Linked DNA regions of Siniperca chuatsi: region 2 is linked to region 1. The links are chromatin contacts, called in public Hi-C maps. All regions are on one chromosome and are shown on one strand. Each heading gives the region's core, a stretch centred on a gene start, on an enhancer-like site or on the middle of the called end of the contact. The rest is flanking DNA. Distances are from core to core; before and after follow the strand shown. Region 1 overlaps psmd1 (26S proteasome non-ATPase regulatory subunit 1). Region 2 holds the start of psmd1 (26S proteasome non-ATPase regulatory subunit 1).

Region 1 (7,034 bases), core at 2,067-4,566:
GTCTGTGTGTGTTCTGCGTTGCAATTTCAGTTCCTGCAGACGAGGAAAGATTCGGAAAGACTGTGCAGTCGATAAAGTTGTTTAACAGTCCTCCATGACCAAGTATCTGGGAATGTGAAGGGAGGAGTTGATTAGACTAAAAGTCTGGCCAAAATGTACATACGCTGGTTTACTGATGGGAGCGGACACGCAGCAAATCATCTCTGACGACCACTTACTTCACAGCAAAGACGTTTTTCCACCAGTGTTACGCATTCAAAATCTAACGAAGGGCATTCATGCAGAAAACAACTGCCTGTGTTATCATTTCCTGAAGGCTTCCCAAACCACTTTTCCACATGAAGCTTCATTTACCAAATATAATCGCACTTAGGTTGGGGAAACTGGCCACTTCAAGATTATAAACTTGATCTTGAGGGTTGAGGACCAAAAACCACAAAAAAAATTTCTGCTGCAGTCTTGAGTCTATTTTAAGGCGGATAGTTGGATTTTTGGATGTTTAATATTCAAACTGATACTCTCGCTTATAAGTGTCTATTACTAGTCCACTACTCCATTACTAGTATGGGTCAAGCTCCAAAAACTCTGGATCCTACAATTCCCATAATGCAAATTGTTTGCGTCTTTTCATTATGACCCCTCTGCCTCCTAAATGAAGGCATTATACAACTGGCTGTTTAGTACTCCCTGCAACAAGTAAACTGAACTTCATGTGTAAAATAGGTGGAGTTCCCCTTTAAAGCAGTGTCTGTACAAGAGATGGGCGACAAAAACCACAGTCCTTGTTCTGTGCAAAACTGCATTCAGCATTCAGCAGCCTGAGTTAGACAAATAAAGTGGACATCAAAGTTACAAACTAAATTCACACTTTGTTTTACTATCCCTCTGCTGCGGCTCAGAAAGGAAAAACAAAGAGGGAGGGAGTAGAAGTGCAAAGAGGGAATTTAAGACTACAGCGACTAACTTTGGAAGATTTTTAACTACCTCATATTAGCTTCAGCTGACAGGAGAAACAATTACAACGACCAAAAACAGGTTTAATGAACATAATGGGCATTTAGTATGAAGATACCAACTGTACTCCATTTTTGATTCAAATTAAGACTCTTGTGTCATTGCTGACACACTTAAGGACATACATGACATGCGGTGGTGGAATGTAAGTACATTTACTCAAGTACAGTTCTTAAGTACAAATTTGAGGTACTTGTACTTTACTTGATTCTTTTCTTTTCATGCAACTTTCTGCTTCTATTCTGGGAAATATTGTGCTTTATACTCCACTACAATTATCTGACAGCTTTAGTGAATAGTTACTTTACAAATTAAGATTTTTACACACAAAACATATGAAAAGTTTATAAAATATGTTTTGTTATAAATTAAACTACCCAGAGTTATATACAAGTACAGCTACAGTACAGTCGTTTAATCAATTAGCTGATTGACAGAAAATTAATTGGCAACTATTTTGATAATTATTAAGTCACAAACTAACATTTCATGGTTCCAACTTCTCAAATGTGAAGATTTGCTGCTTTTCCTTTCAATTATTTCTGATGGCATTTCTCACTATTTTCTGAATTTTTACAAACCAAACAATCAATCGATAATCAATTAATCCATAGTGAAAATAATCATTAGTTGCAGTCTGATACAAAATAGTTCAAAATAAGCTCAACCTTAGCCAGCTACAACAGTAAAATCCTGCTTTTACATTAATGCATGAGTAATAATAATCTAATTATATAATAGTGTAACAGTCACAGGAAATCTTTCTGCATTGAGTAGTTTTACTTTTAATACTTTACATTTTCCTGATTATACTTACATACTTTTATTTAAGTAACATTTTCAAAGCAGGACTTTTACTTACGTACATACGTACCAGAGTATTTTACAGTGTGGTATTAGTACTTTTACTTAAGTAAAGGACCTGAATACTTCCTCCACCACTGATGACATGTGAACATGCAACTAATGAGCTGAAGGAGACCTGAGTCTTGATAATGTACAAGGTGCATCATTAATATATCGTGTCTTCACCCCAGTTACTTTTACAGTTAATGTGCCAGACTGTCCAGACGCCTTTGGGCAACCTAATGGAATGATTTTGACATTACTCTAAATAAAAGAGGCATCACTACGTACTTCAACAAGCATAAACAAAATGAACTCTGTCTAATGCTGTTCAAGTCTCTTGGTGCTTTTATGATGAGAAAGGTCAAGGACGGAGTATCAGACAATGGGCGCCCCCCTCACACCAGGCCAACATCCATCCTGCACCCCCTCCTGAACCCCAGTGTTTTGTTCACTGGAGATGAAGAGAAGTTGTCTTAACTGCTTTCCAAAGATTCAGCTCCACACTGAAACTCCTCTCCAAAGATATTATATAAAATACTACAGGACGCTTTACCAAAATATATTATAGGAAACAGGTTATATTTTCTTTGGGATGAATTATTCTGCTGCAAACAAAGTGCATTCAGAAGGTATTTAGACCCCTTCACTTTTTGTTATATTGCAGCCTTATGCTAAAATTCATCAGTCTACACTCAATACCCGATAATGACAAAGCGAAAACAGATCTGTGCCTCGACACAATCCTGTCTCTGCGTTCTGCAGGGAGGACGTTTGACCTCATGGCTTGGTTTTTGCTCTGATGTGCATGGTCAGCTGTGAGACCTTATATAGACAGGTGTGTGCCATTCCAAATCACATCCAATCAATTTAATTTACCACAGGTGGACTCAAATTCGAGTGTCATAGCAAAGGGTCTAAATACTTTTGTCAATGTCATATTTTAGTTTTTTTTTTTTTATAAATCTGAAAAACTTTCTAAAATCCTCTTTTCACTTTGTCAGTATGGGGTATTCAGTGTAGACTGATGAGGGGGAAAAGGAATTTAGCAAACGGCTGCAACATAAATGTGCTGTACAGACGCTTTGGTTTAAGCCCCCCAGTCCCCTCAGGACTGGTTCTTTGTAGGCCTCTTTGGTAAATTCATCCATGGTCGACCAGTCTTGGTTACCACTAAATACCCACAGCTGTTATGCTATGTTGATACCAGTTCAATGCACTATCACAAGAATGGTGCACTCATCTCTATTTGCCACTACATGGCGTAGATAAGTTACAAAAAAGTCCGCTCGTGTTTGGCACTTCTCCAAATGTGCCAAACATCCTCTTTTCCCTACATGGAGAGGTTTTTTTTTTTTCTTTAAAAAAAAAAAGGGGGGAAGGCTTTCACTGCTCACTGTTGACTCTGTTTAAAAAAAAGTTGATTTGGCTCTATTTGATTTTAATCAAAGCGTTAAATAGTACACAGCCAGGTCAGCTCAATTAAAAGTTTAGAAAATAATTCTGAAGTGTTAATGATTTGTGCTTACAAAAAAGACCACAAACACATGATTAACTTTGTATTCTTAGAATCAGAACTGCATAAACAAACGTTTCAGTTTCAGTTGACAGAAAGTCTCAGATAACAAAACTGACTGAATCAATCTGAAGTGAAAGTAAACAAGAAAAGATAAAGTTAAAGTGACCAAACAGAGTTAGTTTTCTCTTCATACATTTTAGTACTTAAGGGCAGATTTTCATAGTTTTCCTGACTTTTGACCTTCTAGACACCCAGAAAGTTATTTTCCTTCAGGCACACTCCTCCCCCACCACCCAGAGTTGTATAATATGTATACAGTAGACTCAGCTCACTGTACAGAGAGACTGCTGGGCAGACTGTAGTGGCTGCTGCTGAGTGCTGAAAATGTAAACCAGTCTAAATGTATGGGATTAGAGAAATTCCCTCAATGCACGCCTGGTGAAATATCCACTCAAATAAACACACACATTCTCCAATATACATCATTTTTATTGTACGGACAGAAAATTATACAATTTGAGAATGTAAAACATTCCCTGTCTGACAAATGAGGAGCCAGAACAGGAAAGAAACGTGTAAAAGAGGAAGTGAAGCGGGGAGGTGGATGGATAGATGGATGCACAGGGGTGGGGGGGAAGAGACAACGCTGGACCGACATGCTGGGATCTGACTTCTCCTGATGCCTGAGGAGAGAAAAAAACAACGCTTAGAGGTGATTTACTTCATTTTAACAATCCAAATACCACAGTCCTTGTTAGGACAACGCCGTGCTCCACCCACTGAGCTGCAGAGGACCAATAAAAAGTTTTTACGCCACATTCATGTCAAAGGATGGACGGTAGAGAGATTCCCATGTTTACGACTAGCAGAAGTTCACATCATCAGACAACTCAAGACTGAGGGTTAAGAATAGTTTGCCTATTAATCTGGTTTACTTAGCATTAATGACAGACTTTGGCTGACATGTGGAATCCATGTTTGTTTGGTTTTCAGACACTTGTGCATTATTGAGCGCCAAGTCAGAGATATCGGAGCTTTCAGAAACAGTTTCCCAGTCATAATTACGACTTTGATGTTGACATTTTTACAAATCAAACTCTTAAATATGGTAAATATGAAATGACATGAACGTGGCATTACATTACAGTTTACAGGTGCCACATGTCCAGTAGGGTACAAACACAGTAGAAACATTAGATGCTGAATAGCTGCCACCGCACAGAATGACCGTATTGTATCTGCTGGATAAGATGGTTTAATCAATTTAAAAACTCACTGTCAGCAACAATGGTATATAATCTATTTAAGAGAATGAAGTCTTTGTTTTGATGAAAGTTCTTCATTGAAGGTCTTTGAGTGTGCATTGTGTCAGCTGTGGAGTTTTGAATTGAATTCATCTTTATTATTATTTTGTAACTTAAAGACCATAAATAAAATTAAATAAAAAATAATAATTTAGCAGCTTAACCAGCTACAAAATAATAAGTAAATGTCAAAAAACAGATAAAAGCGATGACCAAAAAGGTGCAGGCTGATTTTTATGATCTACCCTTACAACAAAACAAAAAAGTGTGTGTCCAATGTACCGTATGTACACGCTACACAGTCCAGACAGATTTAAGGCACCAAAAACTCAAGATGATGTTGCAACATCTGGTTGACAGCACACCTCTTAACTTGTCATAGCAGGAAAAGCCCAGGTGGGCTTAGTTGTTAGCCATTATTAATGTTATTAATTGTCTGCTGTAAAACAGTGTCTATAGTTTATATTATATCTCAAAGTATTTAAAAAAAAAAAAAAGTAAACTGTGAATGAAGAACTGCACCAGTTCTGCCCCAACCATCACAATCCACACACTTGTGGTCCATGTTTGTTTGAACTAACAAGTTAAGCCCAGTCTGTACACCACAAAACAGCCCTGACAAGAGCTATTATCAGGTAGATGAAGTGAAAAAACCTGAGTGGGTGGAGCATGACTATTTAGGGGCTTAAGGACCATAAAACATGCAATCAGTGGAACAGATTTGCTCAATCTGCTGCGACTTAAAACATTTCTTTTCTGGGCATCAAACCTGTGATCTTCCATAACGGCTCGGTCACTCTAACCACTTGGACGCCGTGCTGTCTCTGGCACACAAACCTCGGCCATGAAGTCAGTCTGACAGTGATCTCTGCAGTGTTTAATCTGTCACACCGCACTTGAACCTCATAAAGAGATGACATAGTATGCACAGAGGCCCTAATTTGGTCATTGACACCTCATCTGTCTCATCACACGCAACAGCGAGCTCCTACATCGGAGGCAGGCTGCAGCCAATCCAACACAAACACAACAAGCAGCCAGGAATCATTAAGCATCCCGCTTCATTGGCGAGTGCAGGCAGAAGGTTTGCCCTCTGAGCTGGCGTTTGGAGATGGCAGTGGTGTTTACATTCCTCAGTGTCAGTGATGGCTGAAACTGGGTTAGGCTTGGAAACAACAGTACAGACCTGCATTGTGTTATCACATAACGTTACTTACTATAAAAAATGGCCCGACAGCTATGTGGAAGTGCGTAGAGGTGTTGTCTGCAGATCAGTGACATAGTATTATAATATGTAACTTTAAGTGTACTTTCACACTGCGAGCAGCCACGCTACCATACTTCTGTCCAATAGTTTGATTTGCTAGTTGTGAAACAAATGCTATTGTGGCATCTGGGTCTGCTAGCTTCAACTTAGATGTATGACTTTTAAAAACCTAGTAGAAGGAAATTATAAATTGAAAATTAAGGCAGATTCAGGTCTCCCCACCTCTGTAAGGACAAAATGTCTATTAAAAACACATTTAAGAAATGAAATGTCATACATAAATGGTACTTAAGAGCTCTGTAGGCATTTAGTTTAGATTCGTTGATTTAAACCTTAAAAGTTCAAAAACATTTGAGGTGGGACAGACAGTTTAACAGCAGCCATGTTCTCTGTGCCAAAAAATGTGGAAACGAGACCAGTGTGGTGAATATCAGCAGACACTTCAGGTTTGCTTAAGTTATGAATGAATAACAAGGCTCAGGAATAATTTCTGTGAGCATACCTTTGCTGTGAGAGCATTTCTACTCGTCGATGTACTCGAAGGGCTCGGGGGGCTCTGGTTCCTGCTCTTCCTCCTCGATTTTGGGGCCGTGCGCAGAGACGGGCTCCACCAGCTCCTCCTCCTCCTCACTGGTGTCCCTCATTATGATGATCCCGCCTGTATGGAGCTGGTGACAGACATGAAAAATCAGGTTGAGTGTCAACACTTGCCGATATACTACAGATATTTATGGCAAAAGTATCCTTGCTCAAGGTCAACAGAACAAGCTGCTTTGTATTTGTTCGCGTCTCACTCTTCATTCTTGACAAGGATGCTTATGTAATAGCTGGAAAGAAACTGAGCTCAGCATTCACAGAGTGCTACGGTTTGGATAAACTACAATGACCAAGCAGAAAGCAGATGGCGCAGCACAATTAAAGAGGAAATTCTTATGGTTGTGACAAATTTCCTCTCTTTACCTTTAAGTACTCTAACCCCCTATGAACCCTGCCATTTCTCCCACTTTTCTGTGGACTGTATGTGCATTAGTTAGTAATTATTTTGTGGTAACTTGATTAAGCACAACTTTATTCATGAAGAGCA
Region 2 (6,442 bases), core at 3,346-5,845, 41 kb after region 1:
AAGTTGGAGAGTTTTTAGTTACTTTCCTAGTAACTCATAGCCTAATAGAAAGTCTAAAAAGACATTTTCTAAAGCTTAAATCAGAGCCATTAGCAGTGAAAAGTCCCTAAGCCTTTGTGAACATGACCAAGACCCAGTGCTTCAGCCTAGGTATTAGTGTGTCTTTATCTCGCTTCCCCTGCCCACCTGTCTTTGTCTGGTGTGGACACAGTGCCAGTATTTGTAGAGCCAGGGACTGCAGGGATAGGTGTTCCAACGGTCCGCAAATTCTGGATCACAGAGGAGAGGAACTGCTGGCTGGCGCTCTCATACAGGTCAAAGCAGATCTGATAGGCCATCAGCAGGTTGTCCTCCTTCACTAACTTCTCCAGGATGTCACTTACAGCCTGCGGGTCATCCAGGAATATCAAGCACTAGAGAGGTGAGGAGAAAAAATTATTGGAGAGTGATTTTAGGTTCTGACTTTCTGACTTGTCTGTTCTGTTAGGAGAGGTGTTTCTATTCTTTAGCCTACCCCCATTGATATAATGGGGTGGCCAAAATAATAGAAACACCTGTCAGTATAACGCCATACAATTCAACAGCACCACAAACTACAGCCTCGAAAATTACCATAAAGTTGAATCAACACCACTCTAAAATAGTTTAAACAACTAAACATTATAACCTTTATGAAGGTAGGATTTCCTGCAGGGCTGTTGTATTAGACTGCAATAGTTTCAGCTAGGTGTATCTAATAAATTGGCAACTGAGTGTATATAACAGCAACATCAGCAGAATAAATATCCAAACCTACATCAAACAATGCAAGCAGTCAAAAAATTACATTCACAAAGTGTAAAAGAACATAAAATAATAAAATTCCCAGACAACAAACTAGGGCTGAATGACTGGTTCAAAAAGCACCGAACATCAAAATGTTGATTAACTTCTTGAATGCAAAGAGAATGTGTCCTAAAAGTATCCTTACAAACCAGGGTTTGTGTTGGAGAAAATATAAACTCAGTAAATCAAATATGTTATACTAAATACTAAAATATGTTATACTAAATACTAAAACTGATTAGAACATTTTAGAACCAATATATCACAAGAAGGAAGGATGGAAGGATTCATTACATTGGTCAGGTTATTCAGGGAGATGATGCATACAGTGTTTTTGAGGATCTGATTGTTACCTGACAGACATTGATGAAATCAGGTTTCTCCAAGTTCATGTAGAGCTTGACCAGCACCCGCAGCACCTCATTGCGGAACTTCTTATTCTGCATCAGGGACATGCACACCTTCAGGCTGTAGGCAAGGAGACCACTCACATCATTCTGCATGAGAGGAGAAAGAAAAAAGTAAGAATTATCAACATATGTCATAACAAGGAAGAACAAATTCTGTACAATCAACAGCAGTAATCAAAATCTGGACTGTACAAGTTATGTACTGTAAAATTCACCAGGACAAACATTTACTGTATTTAAATGAAGTAATTCTCGTAAACTCTGTCAAAGTTTTGGGGCATTATCATGCAAAGTATGTTAGACTCTTGTACTAGACTTGGGGTTATTCTAGTGAGTATTAAAGCTAGCAGTAGATGTTATAACAAACTAATCTTAAGTCAGCTGTGAATGACAATAGCGGCTTACCGATTCTAAGATGGTCTTCTCAAACATGTCAAGTCGCCTGGTCTCCAGGGCGATGCCAATGGCCTGCTTGTACTTGTGATCGTCTAGGCAACGCAGGAACATCTTGTTGACAATGCCCTCGAGGCGGGGGTCGATGCTTTTCTTCTCCTCGTCCTCTGGCAGTTCGGCATTCTCCACCCGCAGCTTGGTGTAGTGGTCAATGCATTTGGCTAGCAGCAGACAAATAAAAGGGATAAAAAGAGGGGTTCCATTTCACTGAATTCAATGATGTAATTCAAGTCAATATCTTATTCCCATATGTAATTCATTGGCTTTCTCTACCAGAAAGCCCTGGTAGGTTTGTAAACTGGAGGTAAGAAACATGTTTTTTTTTTCCATTTAAGTTATTTACTTCACACTGGCAAAAGTATCAGTGTCACAGCAGTATCCAAACAACAGAAATGTCACAATAACACTAAAGACGCAGGTAAATGAGGTCAAGTATTTTCACTCACCAATGATGGTCTCCACATATTCTGAGTCATCAGTGACATTGAAGAGATCTCCAGCTCCAAGAGCATAGTTCAGAGATTCCTCAAAGGCTCCGAGGTGGTAGAAAACCTTAGAGGCCACCAGGGCAGCAAATGCTCTGCTTCGAAACGTCTCATCCTCATACAGGACCTCGCTGTGAGGAGACAACAGATGGTTACATAAGACTGAAAATTTGGGCTAGCAAGAAATCTTTTTTTTTTTTTTTTTAAATCACTATTGAATGTAAATCATAAAATCTAAATGATATGTTCTCTGTCCCACAGAGCAGTTTGTGCCACAAAGCAGCAAACTTTGAAATTAGGAAGGATGCAGAGATCTGCTTAAGAAACCTTCTACTCAATCATACATGCTGGAAGAACATTCAGTACTCTACTTGTGATTATGAGGCACATTGCACGCTGGACTGCCCTGCTACATTTCGTCTGCATCTAGTGTATCAATACTGTCTTGAATGTGTCACCACTTGTAAGGCAGGTGATATTGTCACGCAACTAGTATACTTTGAATTAAAGTGAATGTTTCACCCGACTACAGAGAAAGAATGAAACTAGAAGCTTAAGTTATTGCTGCCTAATGTAACATTCTTATGTCAGTTATAGTATCCAAGATCATCAATAATACTTACATTTTATCTACTGATCCAGAAATTTCAGCCCAGAAGTCATTCACAATGGAGTTTAGCTTGTGAAGAGCAAACTCCTGCAAGTGAAACAGAGATGTTGTAGATACATTATTTACATGACATTTCTGTGTTAACAGACACACACTGCATTTTTTCATTACATGAGATCCAGTTTATTTACTCAATATCTTCCATAGTTTGGGGCCATGAAGGAAGCCGTGTTCAAGGTGCAGTCAGTATCGAGCTTGAACTTCTGTGTTATCATCACTCAAGTCTTATACTGGAAGACTGTAGAACGTTAGCTCTTAAGAAGGCTGACTACAACCACGATTATAAAATCCCATGGCCCATCTTGCACTGGAATTCAAACCAATGAAAGCAAATGCAGTACAGACAGATCAATAAATACTGTATGCCTTCAACTGTATGTGCCTCCTTTTCTGTAGAGAGAGAACATCATGCCACACTTCAAACCTCTAAGGAAACCTCCAAGAGCCACTCTTCAAACTGACATATAGTACTTTAACAAATGTGATTGAGTGAAACAGTTCTCGAAATTAAAGTTGTATTTAAATAAGCTGCTTGGTGTATTGCATGCATGACAAAAGGCTTTACAACTGGCTCCTTAGTAAACATTTCAAGAGGAGCCAGTGTCCTAAAATGAGTGCACTTCTGAATGGTGTTAAATTATCTCTGTATGGGAGCTAGCCATCTTCAGGCACCTGGTCCACCACTCTACAACCAGTTCTTACCTTGAGCTGTGGCTCCTCCTCATCAAGGAGGGAAATAATTCCAGCTAAAAAAAAAAAAAAAAAAAAAAAAAAAAAAATTACCATATAACATGTTACATATAACATGAGGGTTTAAGGACTTACATATTCAAATACAGTAATTGTTCAGAATAATTCCTTCATCAACAGACGTTAGATTCCAGTTGCATTTGATTAAAAGTTTACCCATTCAAAATAAATTTAAAGTTTAAAGTGGGATTATTCAAATACTAGGACACCAACTATATTTAATAAAAACACCTGCAGATTATAGCTAACTCCACAACTAACAGGAAAATCAGATGCTAAAAACATTGTAACGTAGCAGAAAGAACAGGTTCAATGGTCAAATCATAAGCTGTTTTGCAAAAAACTAATACACTGACAGTAGGACGTATTAAGAGACTAAAACTGAATAAAGGGATGTGATCATTTTAACACGTGTTTCTTTGGGAATTATTTCCAAGATGAAAAACCATTCTTGTGTTTATGTAAACATAAACTTGAACACCATATAATCAAAGCTGAATAGCTAGGACTCTGTAACTTACATTGTACTGAGGAGTTGTACAAGACTGTTAGCATTAGCGTTAAATGAACTTACTACGAAATCCTATATTTTAACAGCCGGGCAGTGAATAAAATCGTGGCCTAGTTATACCACAGACACATTGCGAAGAGTTCTTCCTTCCTGAAAAATATTTTGGTGGATTTATTAGCTATCACCGGTTAACGGCTGACAGACAACTGCTACATTAGCTGTGTGACTCAGCTAAATCAATGGCAGATAGCTAAAGTTACGGCTAGCAAAATGAGAACACTTTCTACGACTCACCGGCAGATGTTATCATGATTGGCTCTTTATTCCCTCCTCAGCCCCACGATCCTGGTTCGACGGTGGAGTTCCGTGTGTTTTTTTAGGGAGATAAAGAAAATAAAAGAGCTGTAGTATGTGGAAAAAGCACTGCAGTAAAACAAACGCAGCCCCCGCTAACTTCTTTTTGTCCAATACCGCAAGTCCCCTTCTAAAGGACCACCGAGTTGGCTGGCCTCTTTTTAGCCTGATTAAAAATACACAGAAATGTAATATTATCCATTGTATCCTCGTAGGTCGGATCAATTCGTAGTATCTTAATGAATATTATATTACGCGTTCTCATTGCATTTAAAAGGAATTATGGAAATACAGTTATTGAACGTATCCGATTTATGGACTGGCTTTTCTAAAAGTGGCCTATCGTGAATCAGTTATTTTGCCTCTGTACAGTTTACGTCTCAAACGACGATGTTCATGGATATCGAAGGTACAATGTGGCTGTGATGCCAGTAGTATAACAAAATATATGACAGTGATTAAGTACTGTATACCCAGTTGCCAACAAATCTCCCAGTATCCTATTTTTAGTCTGTTGAAATGATAGGCAGAGAATGTCCTTTTTAACACTGCTGCACACGCACACGCTTAAATGTGTTTATTTACATATTTATTTAAATGTACATACCAGTAGCATACATACATACGTAAAAAGTAGTTTTATCAATTTCTGTTACAGATAATGCCATTGTCAATAGCGCTCATCTAAGGAACGCAATTCTAATAAATTAAAGCGAAAAAAAATATTCACATTGCTTGACCATGGCTGGATTAAGCTGCTGGGCCCCTATTAATGAAGCAGGACCCCACTTAAGTACCTTATTATGTCAGTTGATGTTGTGCTTTGGTGATGTATATTCTCAAATAAATTGTCAATGAAATTAGCACAAACCAGATGACACACAACAAGCCTGGGGCTTTTGAGGCCACTGGAGTTCTGGGCCCAGTTGGTAATCCAGCCCTGTGCTTGACTAGGCTACTACCATCATGTTAAAGCAGTACTTTTACTGTTAACTTTCTAGCCTAGCCATACTGCAGTTTCAACGTGTACCAAAATAACAGACCCATCTATATCTAGGCCTATATCCAGAAAAAACAAGAAAAAAGAAAAACTGTTGTTAAATGATGTGATATAGTTCTTTTGACTAACTGATCAACAGTTACTTAAATCAGCCCCAAACACACACAGAAAATCCCTTTGTGACTAACCATTGTACATCAAAGACAAGGTGTAAATCAGCAGGATGGCAACAAATTTGACCATTTATACACACATATTGCTTCAGGGAGAGAATCATGTTGGCTCAGCAGTGGGAATATTGAGCACCATGAATAATCACTGTAACATGTAGTAAGGCTCTGTAGCACCATGAGGCTAACTCTCTCTTCACAGTAAAAACAGGATTGTCTACAGTGATATGCCTCCAGCCACAGATCATGTGTCATGACATCAGCTGCCTCCAGCTGATTCTCCTTCCACAGGAGGTCCAGCAGACAGGGCATTGGTTTTCAGAGGGATGCTTTCCTCTACACTCCCAGTGTCACCTGAAAACCCCCCCCCCCAACATATTTACTTTGAGTTTAATGAAATTAACATGATGTTAATTGTATTAACACAAGTATTTCTCTGCTCTCTCTATATATGCAAAGTGTTGAAACAAGGTGTCAGTCATGGCTAAATAAATTATTTCACATTATCAGACAACACTGTTGTGTGTAGGATCAATCTGATGGCCAACGCATTCCAGAAAATATTTTCTTGTTAAGTTTTTTTTTCTTTCAACTTGCCTTATGTGCTTCAACTTCAGTCAGTGATTTCCTGAATTTCCTGAGTTGGGGGTAAGTCACTGTTTTACCAAAATGCTAAATATTTTGTAGCCACACTGCATTCTGGCATTTTGAGGATAAACTGGTCTTTTTTCCCCCCTATATGTGACTATTGATCATCACTACATGCAATCTGATCCAAAGAGAAGCCCATGAAGAGTGAATGTGTGAATGTCTT

Evidence for each region. A called contact is a pair of places that touch in the nucleus more often than the background predicts.
Region 2: a Hi-C map of liver shows a contact between it and region 1, with 1.8 times the contacts expected there. The contact joins the promoter of psmd1 here to the enhancer-like site in region 1. A contact is called at or near these places in 2 of 3 Hi-C or Micro-C datasets (liver and skeletal muscle).

The regions. Positions count from the first base shown.
Region 1 is chrLG6:13,980,080-13,987,113 of ASM2008510v1, forward strand. It overlaps psmd1 (26S proteasome non-ATPase regulatory subunit 1), which reads right to left. Exons shown (of 25, transcript XM_044201085.1): 24 at 6,453-6,618; 25 at 3,851-4,062. The coding sequence ends at 6,472. Among protein-coding and RNA genes, the nearest start is that of htr2b, 8.0 kb to the right of the region's middle. Within about 2 kb of position 3,317, the one cell type or tissue checked has an H3K27ac peak away from gene starts, as active enhancers do. A contact at or near this core is called in liver, where this site is marked.
Region 2 is chrLG6:14,020,115-14,026,556 of ASM2008510v1, forward strand. psmd1 (26S proteasome non-ATPase regulatory subunit 1) reads right to left here and starts at 4,596. Exons shown (of 25, transcript XM_044201085.1): 1 at 4,399-4,596; 2 at 3,546-3,589; 3 at 2,797-2,870; 4 at 2,135-2,304; 5 at 1,641-1,849; 6 at 1,179-1,322; 7 at 187-413. The coding sequence starts at 4,414. It overlaps LOC122878366, which reads right to left. Exons shown (of 6, transcript XM_044201093.1): 6 at 5,021-5,982. The coding sequence ends at 5,888.